Regions from separate parts of the Arachis hypogaea genome. Here region 1 is linked to region 2. Evidence: chromatin contacts called from public Hi-C data. All regions are on one chromosome and are shown on one strand. Each heading gives the region's core, a stretch centred on a gene start, on an enhancer-like site or on the middle of the called end of the contact. The rest is flanking DNA. Distances are from core to core; before and after follow the strand shown. Region 1 holds the start of LOC112711049 (serine/threonine-protein kinase BLUS1). Region 2 holds the start of LOC112711044 (protein HLB1).

Region 1 (3,476 bases), core at 395-2,894, 450 kb after region 2:
TTTTTCAACTGAACTTAAACACTGATTAAAGACATCAATTACGGTGTAGCGAATTCCCGACAAGAAAGAAAGAAACCAAATCTCTCCCTTGTGACCCACAGCTTCCCCTATACCAACTGGAGAATATCTAAGATACTCCCAAAAGAACTTCAGATTACGAAAATAAGAATGAATTTTACCATTAATAAAAAAAGTATGAGAAAATTTTCTTACTAATTCTCTACAATGCACCCGAGCCATCTAATTAAATGCACCCATAATGTTCCAAATAATGATATTAAGACTATCCATAAAAAACATCCCCAAAAGAAAGAAGAACTAAATAGGGTTTCTAAAACGGCAGACATGTTGATGATTTGGACTTTTCGTTTAAAGTTTCCTTCTCTTGGCCACCCACAACCATTGCTTTCTGGCCTCTGACGTCGTAGCCACCGTTTCTCTGCCATCTTTTTCTACTGATGAATTTTGTAAGGAAAGTGGTTTTTGTCGCTCGCGATAGGAATGGTTTGCAACCTCTCCCTGTTTTTGATTGCTCACTTGGCCTTGGATCATATTCTCTTATTTCCTTTTATGAAAACCCCAAGTTCCCTTGCTCTTGGACACATCCACACGAGAGTATTTGGATTTGGGCTTGAAATGAGATCATGATGATGGAAAGAAGGTCCCTTAGATTGGGCTTGCTTTTTGGACTTTAGACCCACATGAAATTTACCTTTACATAGCATTTGTGTCAAACCATCCATCTTTTCTGCTTGTGAAGTTTCCACGTTATTATCATGTATAACATTTGTCTCAACTATCGGGGTAGCTTTAGTTACGTGTTCTCTTCCAAGATTTTTGCCAAATTAAAAATTTTCTTTTTCAACATGCCCCGATTTTTTTGAATTTGAACTTGCCGGCTGTTGTGGAACAGTTTACTCCGTCTTGACATTAGTCACGCCAACCTCCGTCACCGTTCTACTCTTTGCCTTGCACGCCATCATATCATGGCCAAACTTTGCACATGACTCACATATTAAATTTAGACTCTCGTACTTCACAATGATCTTCTTAACCACTTGTAAATCCAAATTAATCTGGACATAAATATAGACATATCTTTCTCTTTTTGTCATTTTGGTAGCCAAATCAACTTTAATCAGATTTTCTATTGCAACCACGATACGAAACATTGCTTGTTTCTAGTAACACTAAATCGAAAGGCCTGAAACTCTAATCCATATCAAAGTTGAATCAAAAGATCGTTCACAAAAACGAGATTCTTCATCCTATGATTTTACCGCCACATAAGGTCCTTCGATCAACCAAGGACCCTAGCATGACTTTGTCCAAGAAATATCCGACCTCCCGTCTAATAATTCAAAACCACCCTTATTACGCCAAACCACTCTAAGTTTATGAGAAAGAGCAATATAACTATATCGTTTATTCAAAACTTTGATCACTATAATCTTTCTATAGAATTCTGCCAGACAACTCTTCCCTTTCTTAAAAAAGGTAACAATAAATATAGCAGAGAGTTGCCTTATTTTTTCGTCATGTCTACCAAACCTTCCTCTCAATTTCAAAGTCTTAGTCGTCTTTGTATCCATAATTTTATCTCTAAAAAAGACCTTAATCGGCTTCAAACTTTTTTCATGAAAGAAATTTTCCAAATCTCCTAATACAAACCTAACCTCACTCTTTCCTTTATCACTTCCTCCCGCAATACCATCTATGCTTTTGTGTTTCACCCTCGAACCCTCGCTCCCGTCACACCTTCACTCATGAGAGCAAGAGTTATTATTTCCTTATTTGATCCCACGCTTATAAAATTTAAAAGAGTAAATATAATATTTTTTTATTTATTTAAAAAAAATCCGGAGAGGAAAGGAGAGGAGTGAGAACTGAGAAGGAAAGAGGGCAGGGAAAGCGAACCGGTGCGAAGTGAAACGAACAGTACAAGTACATGGAGGGACAAGATGAAGCCCAAAGCAGGAACATGGGACACGTCAGCAGCTAGAGAAGACCAGTCGATAGTATGAGAGCGTGTGTTGTACTTCCTCTCTCCCTTCTCCCTCTCCTAGGCCGGCACACCACCAGACAAACCCTCTCTCCTCTCCCTCTCTCTCCCACACAGCTCCCTAAATCGCAGGAACAAGCACCAACCTATTCTTGCAACAAAGAATCATTTCAAACTCCCAAACACACCACAAAAGTCAATTCTCTTTCTTTCGAGTTCCAATAATCTTCATCGAGATGCGGGTCAACACTGCTCAACCCACAGTCTGACCAACCTAAGCAGATCCCCTCTCTTCCTCTCTAATTTCATTCATCCATCCATCACCAACAATAACAAAACAAACATGACCTCTTCTTCTTCCTATTATTCTAGAAGCTTCTCGGCGAACCCGCGGGACTACAAGCTTCTAGAAGAAGTCGGATTCGGCGCTAGCGCAACCGTCTACCACGCCGTTCACATCCCCTCGAACGAGCAAGTCGCCGTGAAGGTCCTGGATCTGGACCGATGCAACAGCAACTTCGACGACATACGGCGAGAGGCTCAGACCATGAGCCTCATCGATCACCCCAACGTCGTCCGCGCCATCTGCTCCTTCGTCGTCGACCGTAGTCTCTGGGTGGTTATGCCGTTTATGGACCAAGGCTCCTGCCTCCACCTCATGAAGGTCGCATACCCCGACGGCTTCGAAGAAGATGCCATTGGATCCGTACTCAAGGAGACACTCAAGGCTCTTGACTACCTCCACCGCCATGGCCACATCCACCGCGATGTTAAGGCTGGGAACATACTTTTGGATTCCAATGGCGATATCAAACTTGCTGATTTCGGTGTTTCTGCTTGCATGTTTGATGCCGGCGATAGGCAGCGTTCCAGGAACACTTTTGTTGGAACTCCTTGCTGGTTTGATTTCTCAATTCTATTTTCTGTTTTTAATTGTTTCATTTATTTAAGCCAGAGAAGAATTGATTGCTTTTCAAGATTTCAACTGGTTATTAGGATGGTGTTTAGGGTGCTATATTATTACTCAGAGTATATAGATATGTGATTGATAGGTATGTGTTTATCTTTGTAGGATGGCACCGGAGGTGCTGCAGCCTGGAACTGGTTATAATTTCAAGTGAGTATCTTTAATGATTAATCATTGATCATCGTACAATTTTTATCTCCCCCCCTTCCCCTCCTTTTGATTCTTGGTGTGCTGTGTTTGTGGATAATTGTGGGAAAAGGTGGTTGAACTGCCAAGAATTTGGCTTTGGCTTGGCTTGGCATGGCATTGTTGCGGCTGTTCATGATGAGCATACTTTGGCATCTAAAAGCCAGAAGCGAAAACGCACAATTTTTTATTTACCGAATAGAAAAGATTTGTTCATTCTTTCATAAGTTAGAGCACTACTAAACCTATCCTTACATGCCTTCGAGCTTTGCAAGATTTTTTCCCCTTTTAAAACGTGTGAATGGAATGTTTGACAGGGCT
Region 2 (3,890 bases), core at 133-2,632:
TGCTACTCTAATTCACATTTCTTAACAAAAATGTTACCAAATACTTTCGAGTTAAACTCTAGTGAATTCTTCTGTACTTTCAAAAGCTTGCCATGAATTCCTCTATTACCAAACCACCATGACTGATTCACAATATCCCTATACCCAGGATGAGTAGCCCAAGCAGCAACAAATCAGAAAAGTCGATTCCCTTTAGGTTGAGGATGACCTTTACAACGCACCAGAATAGGGCAATGATCAGATTGAAGACTATTTAAAACTTCTGCATAAGCCTCTGAAAAGATAGATAACCAACTACTATTTATACAGACTCGATTAAGCTTTTTTGCCACGTCAACATAATTTTTCACCCTCCTGTACCAAGAAAATTACCTCCCAATAGTCTTCAGATCAAACAAACCACTATCCCCTAATGAAGTAGCAAACATGTCTGCTCTTTGATGAGAAAATTGACAACCCTTAGATTCATGAGAAAATTTGACTTCATTAAAATCACCAAGAACGATCCAAGGTCCTTGAAAAATCATGGATTGTGCAACAAGATAATCCCAAAGGAGAACCCTTTTATTAAATTGAGGACTGCCATAAATACCATTACACCTCCAAATTAAAGTATCAAATTGAACCTCAACAGTAACACCCTGATCAAAAGTATCAATGAACTTACAACAAACACCCTTCATAGAGGATAGAAACCAAATACCTCCCCTATGCTCCTCTACTTCTACTATACCAATAGAGTGATACCCCAACCTTTCCCAAAACAATTTTAAATGCTGAAAAGGAGAGTGTGTTTCAACCACAATAAAAAAAGGTCTAAATTTTCTAACAAGTTCCTTACAATGCGCCCGGGCTAACTTATTAGAAACACCCATAATATTCCAGACAAACATATTTAAACTTCCATAAATAATAGGGACAGAATAAATAAGAACATAAACTATAAATAGAATCACCAACCTCAATAGGTGGTTTGTCCTGCAGTACTGGCATACTCTGATCCTCAATAATTACCACTTTCGGACCCCTAATACTGTATCTGTCATGCTTCCATCTACTAAGGTTTCTTCCGTTGTGCCACCATTTTTATAACCTGGCGAGTTCTGTAGGGAGGAAAGCCGAGGACGCTTCCGTAGAGAAATTTCATGACGTGCAGGAGTTCTGCGCGATGAAGATGGCGCAATTTCATGTTTTTTTCACTTCCCCATCCTAATGCCAATTAATTTGCCTCTATCATCGTACAAATTGAGTCTTGGAATCCTTCTTAAACCATACTTGAGCTGAATTTAAACACACCCAAAAAAAGGAAATTAATTTTTCAATTTTTAAAAATTATGTCTGTATAACATAAAAATATAATAGTTAATTTTACCATACACCTCATCTGACTTGGAGGGAAAATAACATAGATTAGATGAAAGTTTCTATAGAAAATGTTAAATTAAATTAGATAAAAGTTAAAATATCGTCGTCCTCCTCAGTCTTGTGTTTATTCGTTCTCCATTGTCACTAACCTCTGCTTCTGACCACACCAATCCCCTATCTCTTTCCCTCTCTGTTCTTCAACTGTGCCTGTGACTGCGATCACACGAAAGCTCTCTTCGCTTAAACCCCAAAATGCCCGAACCAGAAGAATCCCACAACGGAGTCCAACCCGAGCCTAATCCCCAATCACTAACGGACCAAAATCCCAATCCTCAGCCAGAGCCACAATCGAATCCTGAGCCTGTTCATGCAGCACAAGCGCGATCAGAGCCAGAACCTAGATCCGAAGCTGATCCAGCTGTTAACAATGATGCAGATCTCAGTGAAACCGCGATCCGTTCCAACCACACGGTGGATGCCAACCCTCCGGCGCAACCTCAGCTTCGGAAAGACGAAGGGAACCGAACCTTCACAATGAGGGAATTGCTTAACGGATTGAAGAACGAGTCCGAACCTGACAAAGAAGATTCCAATTCTCCCCGCACGTTAGCGCTCTCTCTCTCTGAACATTAAAAATCGAGAAAATGGAGTAAATTACGATTTATTTAGCGATTTCGCAGTGATGAATGTTTGATTGAAAATTGTCGACCGTGAATTAGTACTTGAAAATACGTACATTTTCAACGTTGAAGAACTACATATGATGTCCAAAATAGAAAATACGTGAAGAAGAAGTTTTTGAGCATTTACTCATTTTTAGCTCCTAAACTAACTGCTTGTAGTCATTTGAATTATTATTCATATATTGTTGTGGTAAATCTGAATGATAGAAATGGGTTTGAATTTGGGAGTGGTTTCACCTTGCGCAACATGTAATGTGATCTGTAATGCATGATTTGGGAAATTTGCAGCCATCAGAGTCAACAGCAGCAGCAGCAGCAAACACAGCAGAACAACGCTGCAATGGAGTTGATAAACAGTGTTGTAGGTGCCGACGAGGAGGGCCGATCGCGGCAACGGATTCTCACATTTGCTGCCAGGAGGTATTGTCACTTTGCCCGTCTATACAATGAAAAAATATCACATTGGGAAATTCTATCAAAACTTGGACCCTGCATTGTCGTTTTTTGAGAATTTTTGGAGCTTCATGGCCATAAACTGCAATTTTTATATGTTTCTTGTGGAAACCTTTATGAGCTTGTAATTTCTTACATGAACTTTGTAGGTATGCTACTGCAATTGAGAGGAATCCAGATGATTATGATGCACTATACAATTGGGCATTGGTGCTTCAGGTCTGAACAGCTGTCTTGATTTATTGTTGTTGTAAAATCAAAGTCAGCTGTTTTTTGAATCACTTATTGAATTTCTGTTTGCTCTTGGCTTGATTTTAATTTTACTCTTCATTTTAGGTTAGATTATATGCTTTTAATGTGATTGAAGCATTCAGTACAAATTATTCTATCACATTACATGGTATATAAGTGTGCATTGACATTCCATGCTTTAATCTGATTGAAATATGCATTTTGCATATCCTCATGAAATGGGATTGCAATTGCAGCTTCATATGTGTTGTATGTTAGAAATACATGGATATCGATTACCATTTTTCCAAGTGCCAGCATTACATGGTATATAAGTGTGCATTGACATTCCATGCTTTAATCTGATTGAAATATGCATTTTGCATATCCTCATGAAATGGGATTGCAATTGCAGCTTCATATGTGTTGTATGTTAGAAATACATGGATATCAATTACCATTTTTCCAAGTGCCAGCAGATGTGAGCTTTATTTCTTAAACTGTCCTCTCAATCTTTGTTATGTTGTCATGCAGGAAAGTGCAGATAATGTTAGTCCAGATTCCACTTCACCTTCCAAAGATGCTTTACTCGAGGAAGCTTGTAAAAAATATGATGAGGCCACTTGCCTATGCCCCACACTACATGATGTATGTAAGGGTATCCTTTCCTGTGGAATCCTAACAAATGACTTTTTATTTGGGTTGTGCCCAGGAAGAGAAAACAAACTTTTTTTTTGGGGGGGGAGCTAATATCAATAACATAGGCTTGGTACTCAATAACTTTCACTATATAGCATTTTGGCTGATTCCACTGCTTGGACATGTTATCTTGAGGTCACACAGACTCAACTATTGGCCTGTTATTCCAAGGATCCCTTTCAATTCCATTCTAAATAACAAGCCATAATTGAATGCCTGTTATTTTATTGAATATTTTGTGAATTTGTGTCAATTTTTACCTAGGATCTGGGTAAGGGTGTAAGTGAGATTAATAGAAGGTAGATCTGAACTGGAGTAGTTGAACCTAATGAGCCTGACCCATAGATGATACTTTGTACATAAATTAGTCTGGCCACGATAATATTCAAATAACACACACGACATACATGTGAAGGTTACAAAATATCATGCTTATATAATTAAATTTACTTCGAATAT

The links. Hi-C and Micro-C count contacts between places; a contact is called where the count stands out from the background.
Region 1: a Hi-C map of leaf shows a contact between it and region 2, with 2.7 times the contacts expected there. The contact joins the promoter of LOC112711049 here to the promoter of LOC112711044 in region 2. A contact is called at or near these places in 2 of 8 Hi-C or Micro-C datasets (both in leaf).

The regions. Positions count from the first base shown.
Region 1 is chr9:73,877,807-73,881,282 of arahy.Tifrunner.gnm2.J5K5, forward strand. It overlaps LOC112711049 (serine/threonine-protein kinase BLUS1), which reads left to right and starts at 1,645. Exons shown (of 20, transcript XM_025763593.3): 1 at 1,645-2,902; 2 at 3,075-3,119; 3 at 3,473-3,476. The coding sequence starts at 2,346.
Region 2 is chr9:73,425,007-73,428,896 of arahy.Tifrunner.gnm2.J5K5, forward strand. It overlaps LOC112711044 (protein HLB1), which reads left to right and starts at 1,383. Exons shown (of 14, transcript XM_025763584.3): 1 at 1,383-1,970; 2 at 2,337-2,468; 3 at 2,651-2,720; 4 at 3,267-3,380. The coding sequence starts at 1,618.